Regions from separate parts of the Mus musculus genome. Here region 2 is linked to region 1. Evidence: chromatin contacts called from public Hi-C data. All regions are on one chromosome and are shown on one strand. The core of a region is the stretch at or near the end of the contact, and the rest is flanking DNA. Distances in the headings are between cores, read along the strand shown.

The links. A called contact is a pair of places that touch in the nucleus more often than the background predicts.
Region 2: a contact with region 1 is called in a Hi-C map of CD4 T cells, with 6 times the contacts expected there. The contact joins the promoter of Slc30a6 here to the promoter of Myl12b in region 1. A contact is called at or near these places in 1 of 39 promoter capture datasets (cranial neural crest) and 1 of 484 Hi-C or Micro-C datasets (CD4 T cells).

The regions. Positions count from the first base shown.
Region 1 is chr17:70,988,248-70,993,138 of GRCm38.p6, forward strand. Myl12b (myosin, light chain 12B, regulatory) reads right to left here and starts at 2,269. Exons shown (of 4, transcript NM_023402.2): 1 at 2,226-2,269.
Region 2 is chr17:74,392,912-74,397,986 of GRCm38.p6, forward strand. Slc30a6 (solute carrier family 30 (zinc transporter), member 6) reads left to right here and starts at 2,697. Exons shown (of 14, transcript NM_144798.6): 1 at 2,697-2,757. The coding sequence starts at 2,755.

The DNA of each region.
Region 1 (4,891 bases), core at 1,019-3,518:
CACATGAATCTGCTCACACCCAACCACCTCACAAAGCCCACCAGTTGGTTGGTTACCCCTGGCTCAGTACCTGGGAGGAACATTTATTAACGCAGGAGCAGGCTGCAGGTGGACCAGGCACGGCGGTAAGCATGCCACACATATTAATAATTAATCCCCACAACAGCTTATAACATGAGCGCTGTTGCTATGCCAACCTTCCTAGATAAAAACTAGGAAGGGGCAGAAGCAACACCTAAGGAATCCAGCCTCGGGACATGTCCCTCCAGCCCTGTGCCTTTCGTATCAGCAGCTGCAAGGGCCGACCATGAAAACTTCAGCCACTGGCAAGGCTGCTGTGTTCCTGGAGCTGATGTGAAGTACGATGCCTGCCATGCTGAGGACACAGAACCAACCAAGAGGCGTCTTTAAGGTCTGTCTGGCCTCGCTTTCTCTTCCAAAGTCCAAGGACCTGACCATGGGGAGCACGCCTGTAAAGAATGTAATAGGCTACGGCTACATCCCTCTAATGCCTGGAAACAAGTCCAGAGGTGACACCACACCCAGAGCCCAAAGGGACTGTCCTGGATATCGTGTTTTTCAAGCCACTTTATTCCTCTGAACATCATGTAGTCTTTTTTTGGTTTGTTTGTTTGGTTTTTTCGAGACAGGGTTTCTCTATAGCCCTGGCTGTCCTGGAACTCACTTGTAGACCAAGCTGGCCTCGAACTCAGAAATCCGCCTGCCTCTGCCTCCCAAGTGCTGGGATTAAAGGTGTGCGCCACCACCGCCCGGCGGTAGCAAGCTTTGAGGCTCATTTGTTTACCTGTCCTCCTCCTTTGCACATAGTGAGTTCTGATACCCTTTTCTCCTGTGCTTGTGCCAGGTAAGGGGAACTTCAGAGGGAGGAAGGGAAACCTGCTTCGCCCGCCATGTTAAACTTGTCACAGAAGAATCAAAGACGCTGGTAACCGGGGCAGATGAAAGCCATCCCTACACAACTGTATCATTCAACCTTGGGGGAATGGGGATATCGGTCCCATCCCTGGCTTTCCTAACTTTGGCCAACCATTATCACCCAGGGATCTGTCCTTCATAAGCTGCAGCTCAGTGAACAGGTGCCTTTGTGTGTGTGTGTGTGTGTGTGTGTGTGTGTGTGTGAGAGAGAGAGAGACAGAGAGAGACAGAGAGAGAAACAGAGACAGAGAGACAGAGTGAGGAGCAAGTGGATAGAAAAACCCTGGTGGCATCATATGAATTCCTGAAGTGATGTTCCCAGGCAAATGACATCACCTCACTTAAGGGTTTATTGAAGGAGAAAATGCTGTGATATTTCTCTAACACACAGGACTACAGCCAAGCCATCTCTAGAACAAAAGCTGTCAACCCGATTCCCTAAACATCCTTTGTCGTGTTACTTCCTTGTCGTGGGTGACTCCCCAAATCCTCTTACGTAATTTTTCATTTCTCATCGAGTTTTCAGTACACCTCTAAAGAAAGAGGCCTACCTTGGCTAACTAACTACGTTATTTTATTGTATAGGGTCTCGCCTGGGGTCGTGTGTATCCAAGAGCCCTACCCTAACTACCTTCCTCTTTCCCAGCTAGTACTCAGTTATTGTTCTTCTCCCTTCCGGCTGACCACCCGCGCTTCTTGTGCACATAATACGATGCTCATCTTTTGAGCTTTTTGCTCGGTACCTCCTAGCAGAGATCCACCAGTTCATCTTGGATCCCTGGCTCAATATGTTCTCCATTCTTTCCAGCTTTCTTCGAATTGTCCTCTAACAATGAGCTAAATCTTTGCAAGACCTAAGACCCAGTAAGGATTTATGCAAATCAGCCCATTTTAGCATTTGCTAACCAGGAACTCTAGTACCAGTTCCTGGTTTCCTCTGGCAGGAACCATACACCAGCGGGCTTCTCCTCCCCCAACGCGTCTAGAACAGATGCACGCAGTTGCGCTAACACACAGCTTGGACCTGCAGCCTGCAGCCTGCAGCCGCGGCAGGTGCGGGCAGCCGGGCACCAGGTGTCAGTCATCGGATGTCGCAGGCCCAGTGCACACGGTCCCGGGGCCTCGTTCGGCCAGGGTTCGCCAGCACAGGAACCGCGTAGGGCCTCGAACCGAGCCACCTCCGCTCCACCAGCCGATGGTCCAGCCGCCCGCAGGCTCCAGGCGCGGTTGCGCAGCACTAGGGACAGATGCGGCCCGGGAGATGCCCCGCGGGGTCGAGAGCCACTCACCTGACCTGATGCTGCACACCCGAGAGGATCCGACCGGCGACTGCGACCAGCGGAGGTTGGGGCGGGACAGTGGCGGCGCCGCACTTCCGGCCCGGGGGCGGGGCGGAAGGAGCACCGGCGAGCCCGGCGCGACCAACCGTGGCAGGGGGTTGCTGCAAGCGTTTCGAAGACCCGGAGGACCCAGGCAGCCAGCGGCGGAAACTAGCCTGGCTGCACGACCCGACGAACTCAGCCCCTGTAGCCGCGAGTACATATTCCCCAGCTCACTGGCACGGCATCCTCCTGCCGCAGCCGCGCCGGCTTGCTGGTCTCCCCGGCTCCCAGCGCAAGTCCCGCGCCCCTTCCGCATTCCCGAGCCGAGGGCGGAGCGCCAGCGCTGGAATTTGACCCGGGTGGGCTGGGAGCCGCCCTGGTTTGGGGGTCCCCTGGCGCCTGCAGCGGGCAGCCCGAAGTTGCCTGATTTAGCAGAGGGCAGTTGGCCTGGTTAAACTGAGTTTTAGATAAACAATGCTCAAGAGAAGGAATGTAATCCGGAAGAGGGCGGCGGCTGAGCACTCTCCAGTGGGCTCCAGAAACGTTCTCGCTTATTTGAAATTGCACTCCAGCCAGTGGCCTTTACTTTCTCCCCGCCGGGAGGTCATATTCTAGAAGTCTGATCAGAAATTCCGTGTCAGACGGTGGTGGCGACACCTTTGATTCCAGCACTTAGAAGGCTGGGGCAGCATCTCTGTGAGCTGAAGGCCAGCCTGGTCTACAGAGCTTAGTTCCAGGACAGCCACGCTACACGTAGAAAACCACCTCCCTTCCTACCCCACTTCCAAAAGAAATTCCTCCAAGGCAGGAACACTATGGTCTCCAGCACTGAGTATCCGTGTACTTCACAGCAGTCCAGACAATACAAATACAACTTAGGGGCCAGCAAGATGGCTCAGCAGGTAAAAGTGCCTGTTAGCACGCATGACTGAGTTATTTTCTCAGGGCCCACAGAGAACAACCAATTCCTGTAATTTGTTCCTTGAGCCCCGTATGCAGGTACCAGGGAATGTGCAGCCTCCTCCCCAAACTAGTAGATAAAATGTAAAATAAGATAATAATCCTAATAAATTGAGGGTGGCTTTAAATATGCGCTTGAAAAAATCAGGGTCTGGGATTGCGTAGGTCAGAGGTGGAGAATAGGCGCCAGGTGGTACTGATGCTGTATCTTTGATCCTATTTGTCCTCAAAAATCATTGCTTAAATAATTATGTTTCTTATAAAGTTATGGCACTTTCAGGGTTTGTTACATAAGTCTACCACCACTTCCTAGATCCTCACCCTAGGCAATGTAAAATCAGTTAATGAGCAGGATGTGGTGGGCACAGGCCTTTAACCCTGGCATTCCAACGGGTAAACTTAACACAGCAAAAGTCCCTCTCAAAAACCCAGAGTGCGCACAGGGAGGTGGGTCAGTGGCTAAGAGTACTTGCTATGCAAACAAGAGGACTCAAGTTTGAAGTCCCAGCACTCATGTAAGGGCCAGGCTTCCCCTCTTTCCAGGGAACCACAAATCGGCTCCATACATAAACACCCCCCTCTCCCACATTTCCAATTTCTGTAGCAAACGAAGGAAGCGCTCCTATTTCAAATGAGGAAGATGACATTTTAAAACAACCTGGCCACATGAGGGCGGGCGCAGATCCACTTGGGTACCAGGTGGGGTTTGGTTAACCACACCCAGCTCCAGATAGACTAGACGCTGCTTTTTATCATAAAGGGACCATTATGAACAGCATGAATTCATTTTATAAATGAATAAATAGGTCAACAAAGAATAAGTAGCTTCGGGGACTGGAGAGATGGCTCAGCGGTTAAGAGCTCTAACTGCTCTTCCGAAGGTCCTGAGTTCAAATCCCAGCAACCACATGGTGGCTCACAACCATCCACAACGAGATCTGGCGCCCTCTTCTGGTCTGAAGACAGCTACAGTGTACTTACATATATTAAAAAAAAAAAAAAGTAGCTTTAAAGCCGTGCTGTAGCAAAACTGGGACTTGAAATGCTGAGAAAGGTCTCGCTGGGTGGTGGGTGGCAGCAGCTCAGGGCTCAGCACAGCCAGGGCTGCGCCCTGGGGGAGGGGAGGTAGTGGGAGGAAGAGGAAAAAACACCAGTAGGCCAGAGCACTCCAAATCCAGTAGGCTCCTCTATACTTCCCTAGTCCCTCCTAAAACGAGCTTTGTGTATAACTTTCCAAGGCCTGTACTTGAAGCTCTCTAAGTCAGTGTCTACCCACTCCTAAACTTCCTGTTGGTCTCAGCCCCTCACATTTGGTAGAAAGCGGTTTCCTTTGGGCACTGGAGTCCAGTGGCAACATAAACAACCGTAAAGCAGGTGAGCAGGCTGCCGTAAAGCAGACAGGCGGGTGGCTGCGCACTGTAGTGTTTTGCTGGGGCTTTGAAGCTGGAGGACCAACCCTGAGTTCCTTCTCATGACAGAAACGTCAGAGATCGGTTCTGCTTTCAAGCCCACTGCTGGAGGAGATTTCTTCGAGCTTTTTAATGGCAGCCATTCTTGCTTAAGCAAAACCCACACCTAAGCATAGAGAATCCTACTAGCAAATTAAGAGACTTAATTCATCCAGGATTGACCACCCACAGTTCCTAACTGCTATTTAGGGGGTTGCCTGGATG
Region 2 (5,075 bases), core at 1,447-3,946, 3.4 Mb after region 1:
CTGAAAAATTAGGCTGTGTTTACATTTTTCCTGTATTCCCAAGCATAGTGAATTCAGTCCAGCCTGGGCTACCTGAGACATGACCTCATTTAAAAAGATAAATTTAAATGGGTCCTAACACAAAATAGTTTGCCGACGATCTTGGACATTACTGTTGTGTAAGTCAATCCGTACACATTCTAGTAAAGTCATGATTCAGATTTTATATTGCCATATGTTATATGTTGCCACCTTTTAAATCTCAAAATACACATTTTCTTTTGTAGTTTAGTGTTTGGTTTTGAGTGTTTTGTTTCCTTTTTAAAATATTTATTTATTTTATGTATATTAGTACACTGTTGCTCTCTTCAGACACACCAAAAAAAGGCATCGGATCCCATTACAAATGGTTGTGAGCCACCATGTGGTTGCTGGGAATTGAACTCAGGACCTCTGGAAGAGAAGTCAGTGCTCTTAACTGCTGTGCCATCTCTCCAGCCCTCTTTGTTGTTGTTGTTGTTGGTTTTTTGTTTTGTTTTTTGTTTTTGTTTTTGTTTTTGTTTTTTTGAGATAGGGTTTCGCTGTATAGCCCTGGCTATCCTGTAACTCTTGCTATCCTTGGAATCTTGTAAATCAGGCCTGCCTCAAACTCAGAAACCCTCCTGCCTTTGCCTCCCAAGTGCTGGGATTAAAGGGATGTGGTAACCAACCAGTTCAAAATACACCATTCCAATGAGATATTTTCTTTAGTTTATTCTGCCTGGAAAGCGGTATTTCCAAGAATACTTATAACTCAGAAATGACGCTCACCTTGTAGAAGCTTTTCTGAGGGACTGGAGAGATGACTCCGTGGGTAAGAGTGTTTCCTGCTCAATCCTGAGGACTGAGTTTGAATCCCAGCACCCATATTTGGTGATTTACAAAAGCCTTTTAACTTCAGCTCCAAGGCATTCTAATGCCATCTTCCGGCCGCTTCAGACACCTGAACACACAAATAAAATATTTTTACAAAACTCTGACCACTATGAATTATCTACCCTGTCAATATTTATAACATAACTCCCCCCACTTCTTTTTAAAAAACAGGGTATCACTGTGAAGTTCTGGCTGGCCTGGACCTCACAGAATTCTGCTTGCCTCTGCCTCTAGCTACTAGGACTAAAGGCATGATCCACCATACCTAGCACATTACCTTAGTTTTGACATTCTACTTACAAATAACTGAATTTTTTTTCTTCTTGCATGTGTCTCTTACTAGGATACAATTTCACTAAGATCAGTGCCTAGAAGATAAGATCTGCAAATACAATCTTTATAGGCTACAATGACTGTGCAAGAAAGAAACTGTAGAGATTTAAAACTCTGTTATGGGATAAAGCCAAGTATTTTCAGTTCAAAGTCAGCTATTCTGAGTTCCACACTAGCTTATGAAACATATAAGACTTAAGGCATGCTTCAGATTTTTAAAAATATTTTATTCTTGGACAGTTTCCTGGTATATAATAAATTTTAGTCCTTGTCTCACCCTTCCTTCTCCCCCACCCCCCACCCCCGAAAGTATTCTCCCTAAGAAATCCCTCTCTTATTGTTCTGTCTTTTTGGTACTTTACGTAGTGAAGTGTGACTTGAATTCAGTGTCCTGCCACAGCTTCCCAAGACAGGCACCATATACAAAACAGTGGACTCCAGCTACAAGTGCTTATTTTTTCCTTAAATTTGAGATGCTCTCACTAACTGGGGAGGCTGACAGTGACCTACTCTAAACCCCAAGTATGCTTGAACTGAATATTTCTACCTCAGCTACCAAATCTATAGGGTTACAGGTTTGCACCCAGTTTAGGCAATTGAACCCTTGTGTGTCATGCCTAAGGGCTCTACCACCTGGTGGTGGTGTCAGATCCTCTTAAACTGCAGTAGCCACTTGGATGACTGGAGTCAGGAAAAGCCATCACCTCTTTTCATTCATTCATTCATTCATTCATTCACTCACTCACTCACTCACTCACTCACTCACTCACTCGTTCGTTTTGGTTTTGAGACAGTTTTGCTGTGTAGTGTAGTCTTCCTGCCTCAGCCTCCAGCGTTAGAATAGTACGCAGGCGATGCTGCACCCTGACCGGTGACGTGCACCAGTAAAGTGCTCGTGGAGGCCAGAGAACAACCTTATACTTAAGGTTGACGTTCACCTGGGTTTTTGAAATCGAGTCACTAAGGATATGCCTGCCTCTGCTTTCCTGAGTGCTGAGATCAAACAGGTGTGGCCATCGTGACGGCGTAGGTTCTTGTGATTTAACTCGAATCCTTGTGTTCTTAAGCCAAGCGTTTTCTGCGACATTATTTTTAATGAAACAGTTGGGAATTTGATAAATGTATTTTTAACATAGGCTGAGTCTACCTCGAGGAGCCTGACCTCGAAATCAGCGAGACTTGCCCGGCCTTACTGTGACATTTCTTAATGTTCCTGCTTCTTCATTTTTAAAACAGGAGTATAAACTGTAATAAACTCACACTCTGGTAGAAGACTTTGAACAGACCTCAAAGTTCCTCCCAAGGTGATAAATGCCCACCCTTTCCCTGGGCGAGCAGCCCCGCCCAGAGCAGCTCTAATCCGCCCACTTCCCAGGCGGCGGAGAACAAAAAGACGGCGACCTAGGGTACATGCGCAGTCCCGCCCCCTCGCCCTGCAACCAATCGGATTCTGAAGGCCCGCCCCTTCCGCTTGAGAAATGCGACTTCTCAGAGCGTCTTCCGGCGGGAGCTGTACGGCTCCTTACCATGGTGAGTTGGCCGTGGGGTGTGCGGGATTCTTGCGGGATGTTTCCCTCCTGCTTCCTCGCTCGAGCGCCCTGCTGTACCGCAGCTGCTCGGAACCGCGTGGTCGGGCCTGCGCTGGGGTTCCCAGCGCTCGGGTTCTTGAAGGGTTCCTGCTCTGTGCCTCTACAGCTGGGAAATGCCAGATTTGCCTAATGTTAAAATTAAAGCTTCCTCTGAGAACAAGTGAACGCCATCAGCGACTTGAGGCTTGCGTGGGGCTTTCTAGGGCGTGTTCACTCGTTTGCTTTTCAGTGTTTGAATAGCTCGGCACTGAGCAGCGGCTACAGAAAGGGTTAGTGGAGCAGCTCGGGAAAGGTTCTAGTATACGCTATGGTTGTTGGAATGTCAGGTTTTTCCTAAAAATTATTGAGTTAATTATTAAGCTGAGTGTTTTGGCACATGCCTTTGGCCTACAACTCAGGAAACTGAGGCAGGAGGATTGCACTTCGAAGTTCACCCTGAGTTAAATAGAGACTCTGACCCGAAAAAAAAAAACAAAAAAACCCCATAATCTAAAACCAAACAACAAAACGCGTAAGTCAAACATAATTATCTCAGTATTCTGTAAAGGTGAACGGGTGGTTGCGTTTTCAGATGTCAGAGTGCTGACCGCCCTTTGAAACGATCACAAAAACTCATTGAGCCCTTACTGGTAACTTACATACGACAATGACATATTTGTGTTCTTACTGTTGCCACCATAAAGTTTCCTTCTTTGGAGGCCAGCCTGGTCTACAAAGTGAGTTCCAGGACAGCCAGGGCTATACAGAGAAACCCTGTCTCGAAAAAAACGAAAAACCAAAACATTAAAATATTATATATTAAAATGTCTAATGAAGATCTGTAAAAGAATTCACCGTATTCTTTTAAATTGTGTGGTTATGTGCACGTGGGTGCAGCTGTGGGAGAAAGCCAGAGACATTAGATCCCTGGAGCTGGAGTTACAGGGAGCTGTGAGCAGATGTGGATGCTAGGAGTCAAGCTTAGGTCCTCTGGAAGAACAGCCTGTGTTCTCAAGTACTGAGCCATCTCTCTGGTTCCCAGATTTTTTTTTTTTTTTAAATTTTGTGTATGGATGTTTGTCTGCCTGTTTCTTGGTGCACAAAGTACGTGTCTGGTGCCCGGGGAAGTAAAATGAGGGTGTTGAATCTCCTGGGAGTGGAGTTACAGACAACTGTGAGTGCCGTGTGGGCACAGGGAACTGAACTTGTGTCCTTTGTAAGAGCAGTGAATACTCTTGATTTGTGAATCATAGTTCTAGCCCTTGATAGGGGGAAAATCACACACAGTATTTTCATAAAATTTCAGTAATCCTTTGGGTACAGAAAATGGATAGGATAAACCAGTTGTGGTGCACGTCTTTAACCCAGCATTCTGGAAGCAGAGGCAGGTGGATCCTGAGTTTGAGGCCAGCCTGGTCTGTAGAGTGAATTCCAGGGCAGCCAGAGCTATACAGAGAAACCCTGTCTCAAAAATAAAAGTGTGTGTGTGTGTGTGTGTGTGTGTGTGTAAAATGAACAGTGACCAGACAACCTTCAGTTATTCCAACTTTAAAGAAATAAACATATACAATATACACGTTGTAGCAACAGTGAACAGCTTGCAAACTGTGTTGTTTGAATTGGACCTTTGTATCTAATTTGCATATGCTATTCCATCTGCCAGTATTATTGGTGGAGGCCAGATGTGGGTGTCAGGATGCCTCCTTAGCTGTGTTCCCTTTTTTTGTTTCCCCCAGTTATTTTGAGACATGGTCTTTGAGACATGATCTTGGCGCTTGTCTATTCTAGACTGGCTGGCCAGTAAGTTCTAGGAATCTTTAATTTTTGCCTTTCTGAGACTTGAACCTACAGCCAAATCCTCCCCCCCACAGTGGAATGTGGGGGAGGGGGAAAAACAATTTTATACTTATAAATATCTGTTTTATAAAACAGTCAACACATATATACTAACATATCATCTGCAAAAAGTGATATTTTGACTTCATCTTTTCCAATTGGAAGGAGGTTACAGAGACAAAGTTTGGAGCTGTGTCAAAAGGATGGACCATCTAGAGCCTGCCATATCCAGGGTTCCATCCCATAATCAGCATCCAAACGCTGACACCATTGCATACACTAGCAAGATTTTCCTGAAAGGACCCAGATATAGCTGTCTCTTGTGCCTAGCAAACACAGAAGTGGATGCTCACAGTCAGCTATTGGATGGATCGCAGGGCCCCCAATGGAGGAGCTAGAGAAAGTACCCAAGGAGCTAAAGGGATCTGCAACCCTATAGGTGGA